Linked DNA regions of Zea mays: region 1 is linked to region 2. The links are chromatin contacts, called in public Hi-C maps. All regions are on one chromosome and are shown on one strand. Each heading gives the region's core, a stretch centred on a gene start, on an enhancer-like site or on the middle of the called end of the contact. The rest is flanking DNA. Distances are from core to core; before and after follow the strand shown.

Region 1 (5,398 bases), core at 473-2,972, 430 kb after region 2:
TATAGGCCAAATGATGTGCTGGAAAGATCACATGCCCTGAGTTAAGCAGGGCAGGCTCATTTTTTTTTCAAATAAACAGACCTATATATTTGCATAAAAGATAAAATATACCTGTTAGAGTAGTGTATGTGAGCTTGCCCCCCATAGTTAGGATAAGATCGTAAGAACAAATCAAGAAAAGAAGATATGCTCTCCCAACCCGATAGACGAGAGCGTATTCCGAAAGAACAAATCAAGAAAAGAAGATATGCTCTGTCCTAGACCCTTGCTCTCAAGAGTAAAGACGAAATGGAGTGGCCTGGCAGCCAAAATTCAAGCCTCTAACTTTAGGGTGTGTGTATTATAAAAAAATCGGCTAGGGATGAAATGACTGCCCTCTCGGTATTATTATATTAAGAAGAGACAAAAACAATAGTTCTGGCCGAGAAAATTATCGAACTCTGGCCCTTTATTATTAACGAGTCGTGCCAACCATCTACTCTGCAATGGCCCAATCAGAAGGTGGTGTATAAAACATCGTAAACCGAGAGCGGATGAGACACAACAAGGGAATTTATTTAATACAGTCAGAAAATTCGTCCACGAGAGAAATCAAACCTAGGATTTGGAGATGCTAGCGGGGCCGTGTATTACAATACCATTTTAGTTTTGTCTGTTTGTTTGGCTTTAATCCGTACCGGCTTGTATTGTTTATACAGTATTTTTGTCTCTATGGATTGTAACTGCAGCAGTCTAAACAGCCGGTTTTAATCCGAAGCTCTCGTAAGGTGAATTTTCAGAGATAATCTGCCGAATCTTCTAATTCCCACTGAAAGCTAGGAGGGCACTGTCTATACATGATGAATTAAAGTGTTCAGACGCAAAGCATGATCCTGCAGGGTGCAGGCGTCTGAAGAATAAGACAAGTTGATGATTTACACGATTTCATTCGAAGTGATATAGCATACGACTGGTGACATGTGAAGCCAATGGAACATGATACGTGTGTATGTGTGTGTATTTGCTGGACGAAGGGGGAGAGAGAGAGAGAGAGAGAGAGAGAGAGAGAAGGCGACCCATAATAATTTGAGATTCTGCCACAAACCAAACAGGTGAGGTCAGCCAAGCCAAGCACTGTTCTCTAGAATTAGCAACAGATTCAATTTTTGAAGAGAACGGAGCGACGCACGTTGATCGCATGGTGTACCAATCATGTAAAGAAGAATAAACTCCCGTGCTAAAAAAAATTTAGAACCGGAGGCAACCCCAGCAGCAAGTTTCGGTTGACCTAACTAGTTGCGCCAGCCAACAAGGTAGGGGGGGCGTTGTCGATCGCTGCAACTGTAGCAATAAATAAACTAAGACCGCAAGAAGAAACTTTGAGGCTCTCGTCGTCAGATCATCAATCTTCGCACCGGTTTCGCCGAACTGCTGAATCAGGCAAAACACGGACGACGGCGGCGAGAACGAGCGCGGAGAACGGGCGCAGGCGGAGAGCCTTACAGTTATTACAGTCGGCGGCTAGCAGCGCGGAGACCGGAGCAGCGACGCGGGCGAGGAGTTCCACCGCCGGGTAGTGTGCGGTGCGTCGTCCGTGCGTGCCGTCGGAGCGGGGGGGTTGCGCGGGGTTTTATAGGAGACACTCGTGCGATGCATGGAGAATGGGGGGGAAATACTCTGTGACTGTGCCCCAGGCGGCGAGGAGGATAGAGTGTGTGGGGGGAGGAGTTGGGAACTGGTGCTGGGTGGGGGGTTTCTCCGGCCGGCGTGGGGAGGAGAGGGAGAGGTAATTGGGCGATGACGCCAGGGCCGACGGTGCTTGCAATTGGCAGAATTGGATCCGCCTGGGATTCCAATTCCAACTGCTTTGGGGTTGGGTTGGGTTGGGTTCGGTGCGTGCGTGTATCTCATTCCATTTCCATCCCGTGTTTTCTTTTTCTCTGATCTGATGAATGACGGCAAGAAAGAGCGGGGGAGCTTTGGCACCTTCGCCGTCGTCGTCGATGATCTGACGGTTGGGTTTCACCCGTTTCTCCGGCTTTTTCTGACGGAAAAGGGCATGCCACTGCCATGGAGTGGAGAGGAGTACGTCCAGCAGGTCCAGCCTCGTCGTGATGACGGCATGACGCGGCATTCCAACCCTTATTATTTAGCACTGTATACGGAGAGATGCCAATAGTTACCCGAAACTCGAATAATCAATAGATTTTATCCGATATAAAGATGGATACGAGAAGTTTTCTATACTGGGTATACCTGCGGTATATTAATGGGTAAAACATCTACTCTATATAAAAGCGATATAAAAGCGCTGCGGGGTTTTATTTACAAGTTCAGTCGTGTTCCTGGAATTGATGATTGGAATGTCTCCTAAGTCCTGATAAGTGTGATCAACGTGGGACGTACACCGTCGTCGTTATCCCCATGGAAGAATCGTACAGCGTTCCAAAATCCCAGCCAAAATGCGTGCACGGTCACGATGGGAACATATATCCTGCATAGGAATGGCAACGGGGAAATCCCCGTCGGGTTTTGGCTCCCCGTACCCCGTCTCCGCGACAAAAAAAATTCTCCCGCGGGAATTCCCACGAACTCTTGCGGGGGCTTTTCTTCCCCATCCCCGTTCCCCACGGGGATAAATCCCCATCGGGGATCCCCGTCTCCGCTTAAATTATAATTATGACACACTTTCTTTGTTATTAATACAAAACATTATCACTTATATACATTGTCAGATGTTAGAACTCATTATGTGTACATCAAAATAACAAATTTATACAATGAGTTATCTCTTAACAATATAATTATTTATGTTTATTATTATATATTACATGAAAACATCATCATATATAAGTTTAACGGGTCCCCGCGGGGAACGGGGATGGAGAATGTTTCCTTATCCCGTCCCCGTTTACCCATCGGGGGAGGATTTTTCCTCGTTTACATTCCTATGGGGGGAGAACCTTCCTCATCCTCATCCCCTAATGGAGGAATTCCCCGCGGGGAATCGTGGATCGGGGCCCATTGCCATCTCTAATCCTGCATCATCCGCGGTTGCCAAAACAAAGCTCAAACACACACACAAACGGGGAACCACGTCATGAATATGATGCGATCTGCATGCAAGTTGGCCGCTTTAGAATTTACGTGCTCCTCTCTCCTTCCCATGTCATTCCCATTTTTAAAAAAAGTAAGTTCGTTCTAGCTTTCTTAACCGATAATTTCTCCGTTTCGTTTTAGTTGTCGCTAGATAGTGCAAAATTGAACTATTCAGCGACAACTAAAAACAAACGGAGGGAGTATAAGGTAGTCGATCTGATCAATTTTTATACTATAATAAAAGAATATAATATTTATGTTATTGGGAAAATATCGTTAGATTAATTATTAGCTGTACTTTTATCGTAAATATCTGTTTGATGTTACAGATACCTACAATACTCTGTATGTTTTTTTTATCAGACCTGATACACGTCTTAAACCTCCAAAACAAAACCAAAACAAAACAGAAAAGTTTGAACAGACATACAATTTGAAAGACGGGAGGAGTACGAGATTCTCTCTCGTGATTAGGTAGAGATTACTCTACCTAGTACATTCTTAATTCTTTACTAGGTGAGTGCCCGTGCGTTGCAACGGAACCGTATAATAACACAATAACCAAAGAATGAGATAGAGATTTGCCTGTTTCCATTATACGAGTGTACTGAATATACATGTAAATGAAACAATTCCTGAACTAATGGACCAAAAACTGGAACATGTATCCAGTCCAAGAATTGTACACCACCAATCAAGTAATCCCTTCCCAACTCATCAGTCACAACCTCCAACCTAGGGCCTAATGAATCAATATGTATCATAGTGCAAAATGAACAAGAATTTGGCTCACTGTCTTGTACAGGGCATGGCGATTCTGTATCTTCTCTAATGCACAGGGCATGGCGTTTGTCACATATCTCCAAAATCTGTATCGCAATTGTATGATCAGTGCTAGTTATGTGCCCGTGCGTTGCAACGGCATATAAAATATTCGATAATATTAGTGCTCTTATGTTTATTTATCTTTGTGTTCAATGGTACATCCAGAGAAGCATAAAAAGAAAAGGCTGGATCATGATCCAACATACTAAGATACTTGTTTTTACATTTACACATGATTGCACATTAGTCATGGCCTGATTGTACCTTACACAAATATACAAATGTTATATTCATCAACAATTATTTGTACCAGATACTGCATCACATAAATTCACATATCATATGAAACCCAAAGTGAACTACCTTATAAATAAAATTTATATTACTAATGTCTGAATAATTTTAACTAAAAATTCTACACGATATTAGTATAAACCAATTAGCAATTCGTAAGATTAAGATTTATGTGACTTTACCAAAAGTCCAACGGAGAGGACCTAAAAAAGTGAGTCATAGGATTTCCAAAAAAAAGTTCAGTAAAAAAGATAGTGTACTACGATGGAATAGAAGAGCCCCTACACTATTACATGTACATAGCACATTCACAAAAAATAATGGATGCACGGACAATGGCATTCAATTGTTTTAATGGGCTTATTATACTACAGAGAAAATGAATACTACATGTAGGCCATTATTATAAACAATAACCACAACAGAAGTTGCTCAGACAAAAGACATACTACCAAATTATCACTGTGTTAACGCATAGACATACTACCTCATAGGAAATAATATGAACAGTAGACCTCTTTGCAGTTCAAAGTGCTAATTTGCATTTGCAAATTATCACTGTGTTAACGCATGCCAACGGTAGAAAGGTGTTTTATAGTGGTAGAGATTTACATCAAACAATACTACTCAACTCTCGTATCTTAAATGACACATGTTCAGTTCAAAGGTGCTAGATGTAAACATGGGAAACCAGAACGTAGTGAAACCAGGTCAGCCTTACAAGGCTATATATTTTATTTATTCACCAATTGAAAAAAAAAGAACTGCATTTAAGATGAACATATAGTTGCAAGACATTGACATGGGGTGGATAAACGGTCACTGAATCTAGGACCCTAATAATTGACAAAGTTTCACTATAGAATTACAAAAGAACGTGGGCTTTGGAGTCAATAGATGGGGCATTCTTCTTACTATTAGTTTCAATAATCATTGCTTGCTGTCTACGAAGCAGTACGAAAGTATACAACAAAATAAAAAATGGCTAAATGCAAAAATCGTGTTACTGCAAACTGAATATAGGATTGGAAAACTTTCGAGAAAAAAATATAGGATTGGAAAACTCAACTGGGCGATTTTGAATCGGGGAAGATGCGACCAGGACGATTTTGAATCGGGGAAGATGCGACAGGTGAGCAGCCAAGAGATTCTTATCTGCTTTGAGGAGACAGATGGCATAAACAGGACTCAAACAAATAAA
Region 2 (5,006 bases), core at 631-3,130:
AAAAAACTCTGGACCTGATTTTAACGGCTCTTGGAGAGAACTTTTGGTGGCTTTTGACAGCTAATACCGAACGGTTTTTACACCTCAAAACCCACAGCAGACAACAATATTTTTTTATAACACACAGCAGACAATAGTTTTTCTTACGCCATAGCCCAACCGTACAGCGCAGTATGAACTAGTTGCCAAAGACGTGTGCTACTGTGCGCTGCCTTTAGCCTTTGCGCAACTCAGCACTGAGCTTTGGTTTGCCAAAGTGAAGACTGCGAGTTGGCTGGTGGCATCGCGGATATCCTTTCCTTGGGATTGAGGTCATCTTGCCTTTCAGCATGACAACTGACTGCGCTTCGGTGCGATGGTTTGGTAGGGCTGGAAGTGCGGCTCGGTCACTCGAATTTCAGGCTCGGGCTCCTTAAGGTTCACGAATGGCCGCACTAAGGGCATGTTTGGATCGCAGCCTCACTTGCCACACTTTGCCTAACTTTTCTGCCTAAGGTTAGTTCTTCAATTCGAACGACTAACCTTAGGCAAAGTGTGGCATAGTTAGCCACGAACCAAACAGACCCTAAATCTCTTTGCAAGATAAATTGTATATTTTTATTATAAATAAAATTTAAAAAATATGTATCAAAAATTTAGAAACATATTTTAAACTATATCTATACTATTATGTCCGTAAAATAAGAAAATAAATCAATAACATAGTAATGTAATAGTGTCGTGCCATAGCACTGCATGATCTATTCGGCTCATGAGCTGACTCGGATTTTCTCAGACTCGTCTCGACTCGTGTTTGAACGAGTTATAAAAATAGGCTCGGCTTAGTCTCGTTAACCTCTCCGACTTAAGCTCGTGTTTAAACGAGCTATAAAAGTAGGCTCGGCTCGGTCTCGTTAACCTCTCCGACTCGAGCCAGGTCGTGAGAGTGCTTTTTTTTAGCCCCAATGGTTGGGTCACATCGCCTTACTATTCTTTCTTCGTGAGAGCGATTACTCACCGTGAAGAAAAGCGATTGTAAAGAGAGTGAGAATTATCTCGTGACGAATTCAGTCACGAGCCAACACAGCAGTGAACGAATTTTATTAGTCTGATTAGAGTGTTTCTAGAACTAACTCCCAATCCAATTCAGTCACTGAGCAATTTTCTGACGTTCTGTAGGTCAGAGAGAGTCGTGTATACTACAGCTACGGTACATGGCCAAAGTCAAGCTTGCAAGCTAACGATAAGACAAGAGGAAACGGGAAAGAAGCGCGCGGCGTAGCAGTAGAAACCATCGATGATCCAGCGCCAACTCGCTTGTTCCCTGCATAAAATAATCGGATTTTGTTAATAGCCATTACTGTTCGATCAGGATCAGGAGCAGACACACAGGGGAACTAAACAAGAAAATGAATCGGCAAGGTACTGCTGCTCGATCGGAGACGGGCCGCAGTCAAATCACTGCCAGCAAGTGCTCATCCAGATTCCTATTCCAAGCGTGTGCTGAGCAAAGCGGCAGGATAGGCAGAGTTTGTCGATAGAGAGCCGCACGCACCTACGACGACGAGGACGGAGAGGAAGTGCCGCTGGCGGAGGGCTCCTGCTCCTGCTCCTGATCCCGGTCCTGGTCCTGGTGGAGGCGCGCGTGGATCTCGTGGATCCGGCCGCGGGTCTCCTCGAGGAGGCGCCGGCGCTTGCCGTATGTCTGCTCGATGCGCCGCTGCAGCTCGGCGGCGCGCGCCCGCGCGCGCTCCAGCTCCGCCAGCGCCTCCGCCAGGCGCGCCCGCGCCGCCGCCTCTCTCCGCCGCAGCTCCGCCGCCGCCGCCCACCCCGCCCGGCTCGCGTCCACCGGCCGCCTCCCCTCGCACATCTCCCCTGCGCCGCCGCCAAGTAGCGCGCCTCCGGCGGCCCGGCCCTGGTCCGCGCCGCCTACACCTAGGCCTGCGCCGTGGGGGCTTCGGGTTTGGAGTTGTTGGGTTTGGGTGGGCGCACGGGCCCGTTTCTCTTATTGATGGACGTTCGCCGTCGTAATCGTAATTGTAATCATAATCGTAATCGCAACCGTCCTTGACTCCTTGCCTTGCCTTGCCTTGCCTTGCCTTGCCTTGTATCCTCTCCTCTCCTTCGCTTGATTGCGACGACTATCCTCGTTGACTCGTGTCGTGTCCCTGCAAAACTGCGATGCAGATCAGCATGGCCCATGGGTTTGGGTTGCTACTACTGCCATCTACCAATCGCCAATTCGACTAGTATAGTACCAGCAGATCGACGGCGTTAATGGCCCATGTGATTGGTGAAGCATATCCTTCGTACTGCGCGCCACTACTCAATTCTACCAAACGCACGTCCCTAATCCTAATGATGCAAATGCAGCTCGCACAGACACAGCCGGCCTCCACCTGCAGCTGCAGCTGCACTTTGTCCCTAATTCCCGCAGAGCAGAACCCTCCGTGGCAACTGGCACCCAAGTCCTGTCCTGTCCAGCAAAAAGGTTGGGTGCGCCGTGCGCGTCTCCACGGGGTCGGAGTCGGAGGTGGATGGGCAGTGGGCAAAGCCTCTCGCGCTGGCGACCGTGCAGATACAGGCTCAGTGCTCAACTGTCTCACAGGCAAGGATGGCAATCGGGCCTTATTATTCGCGGATACCTTATTATATCCATAACCATACCCACGGATACCAAATTCCACCATACCCGCATCCAATGGATAATTATCCGCGGTTATTTACCCATACCCATACCCATACCTATTGCTATCCCTACTCACAGGCTCACAGCCGCGCACAGGACCGTGTCGGTGTCACGGTGGAGAGACGTCTCGGCGAGTCGGTGGTGCCACAATCGCGGACACCTGGCGACGTTGCTGACAGTCTTTTACTACACCCTTTCTAATTTAAAATTTTAAAAAATGGATTCTTATCTCGGCGCCATCACTATTTACGTCGAGGTTACAAGTCACGACGTCAATATAGATGACGCCTAAATCTCGTTTCCATAGCTGAGTTATTTGTTAGGTGGCAGTGTGTCGGCGCCGTGAGCATTGGCATCGACCGCCCATTTATTTGCTGTGAGAAGGCCGATGGCCTTATGTCGTGCGCCCGTGCTATATACTCCATATGTTCATAAATATAAGACACTGTTGACTTTTTTTAAAAAACTTTGATCACTCATCTTATTTAAAAAATAATAAGTTAATATTTATTTTTTTGTGATTTATTTTATCACCTAAGGTAGTTTGTGCTTGACTTAAGATTATATTTTTTGAATAATACAAGTGGTCAAAATTTTCAATAAAAAGTCAATGGTGTCATATATTTGTGAACGAATGTAATATATATATATATATATATATATATATAGTATTTAGAGCCCTGGGCTCTCTCTAACTAATGGAAGCCCCGACCAGAAACCGACCAGGTGCGCTGACCGCACCGTACCGACCAGGCGCGCACGCTTTTTTGGCTGACTGTACCACCTAGTTACGTCAATTATAACTACGCGTTATGCTCAATCTTGTTACGTTTTACACACTTTTGGTGTGCGCATGTTTCGCGGCATCCGGGCCCACGAAAAGATCGTGTCCCCGCAATCTGGGTAGCTTACGTCTATCGGGCCCACGAATCAAGGAACCGAGCACTCATTTTTTCAGCTCATCTCTCCCGTAACTCTCGCGGCGGCCGAACCCTAGCCAAATCCGCCGCCGTCTGCTACTTCTCCTCCGCGCCCGTCGAACCCTAGACTAATCGCCGCCGTGAGCTTCTTGTCCACCGCGCCCGCCGAATACACAGAGATTCTCCCCCCGTCGTTCCACCGCCGTCGCATTCTCCTTCACCACCGCAGAGACCCGGACTCGCCTTCTCCGCCGTATACACGCCGTGGCCTTATTCTTCGTCTCCGGGAAGGGACCCGGAATCGTGGAGGCGGTTGTGCCGCCCCTTCGTTCTTCTCCTCCGCAGAGACCGAGACCTCGATCTTCTCCACCGCGGTGGCCGAACGCCGAGTCCCCTACGCCGTCGCGAGCTCCGTCCCCAACGTCGAGTCCCCTACGCATTTGACACAGCCGCGCGTCGCCTTGGGTTGTCCCCTGCAGAGGGGTCCCGAATTCGGCTGGCCTCCAGGCACATCCACACTCCGGTAAGTCATCAACCTTTAACTCTTACAATCTGAATCGTAAATAGGTTTCACCTTATTATTTTGCCAATTGCTTGATTTATCAAAAACCAATTCAGCATAAATTTATAGTTAAACGGAGACACAAATTTATAGTATGCAATCTCTCACACGTTTATGCAGTTTACAATACTCTGTTTATGTTGCTTTGTTGACAGAAGTATGATACATACATCAATATGTTATGCCATAAACATCTTGTTGTTCAATTTGGGTCAGCACGCACGAAATAACCAGGTTATACATTAATTGGATGTCGCATATGAGCAGATTTTTTTTGATCCATTTAGTCTCACACATTTATGCAATTTACAATACTGTGTTATGCTGCTTTGTTGACAGAATTATGCAATTTACAATTTTAGTAGTGATGCTGCATGATTTGTTGGGATCTAATGGATGCATGGTCATGAACTGAACTGAATTGACTTGCGCTTATCTTTTTATTGATCCTTTACGTATTTTATGTATATGTGTTGTTTCATTTGGCAGGAACATCAGACATGAAGAACGTAGATCGACCTCCTTCTAATCCAAAACAGATTATAATCCAGTCTACTCAAGAGTGCTTCAGCGTTGACATACCCCGTGTTCCGGCGGAGACTGTTAGACCCGAAACAAGGCGAGCTGCTGATGAGGATGATGACTTTATGCCATTATCCAAGAAGCGTAACTTGGACGACAGTCCTGGGAAAGTCTTGAAGAAGGTAGTCACAAAGTGGAGGAAAGTAGTGCCTGTTGGGGACTTGTTCTCAAATGCTAAGAATTAAGAACAAGGCAACACAAAAAATGTTAAGTGTTAAAATCCTTCGTCCTCCATAACGATATATCCCTTCGGGATATAAAGCATCTCGGACGA

What was found. A called contact is a pair of places that touch in the nucleus more often than the background predicts.
Region 1: a Hi-C map of endosperm shows a contact between it and region 2, with 2.9 times the contacts expected there. The contact joins the promoter of LOC542220 here to the promoter of LOC100275300 in region 2. A contact is called at or near these places in 4 of 25 Hi-C or Micro-C datasets (bundle sheath, ear, endosperm and 1 more).

What each region holds. Positions count from the first base shown.
Region 1 is chr1:294,105,936-294,111,333 of Zm-B73-REFERENCE-NAM-5.0, forward strand. LOC542220 (glutamic dehydrogenase 1) reads right to left here and starts at 1,723. Exons shown (of 10, transcript NM_001254781.1): 1 at 1,483-1,723. It overlaps LOC103644169, which reads right to left. Exons shown (of 7, transcript XM_008667362.3): 7 at 4,521-5,352.
Region 2 is chr1:293,677,912-293,682,917 of Zm-B73-REFERENCE-NAM-5.0, forward strand. It overlaps LOC100275300, which reads right to left and starts at 1,881. Exons shown (of 2, transcript NM_001149415.3): 1 at 1,535-1,881; 2 at 1,031-1,303. The coding sequence starts at 1,849. The coding sequence ends at 1,535.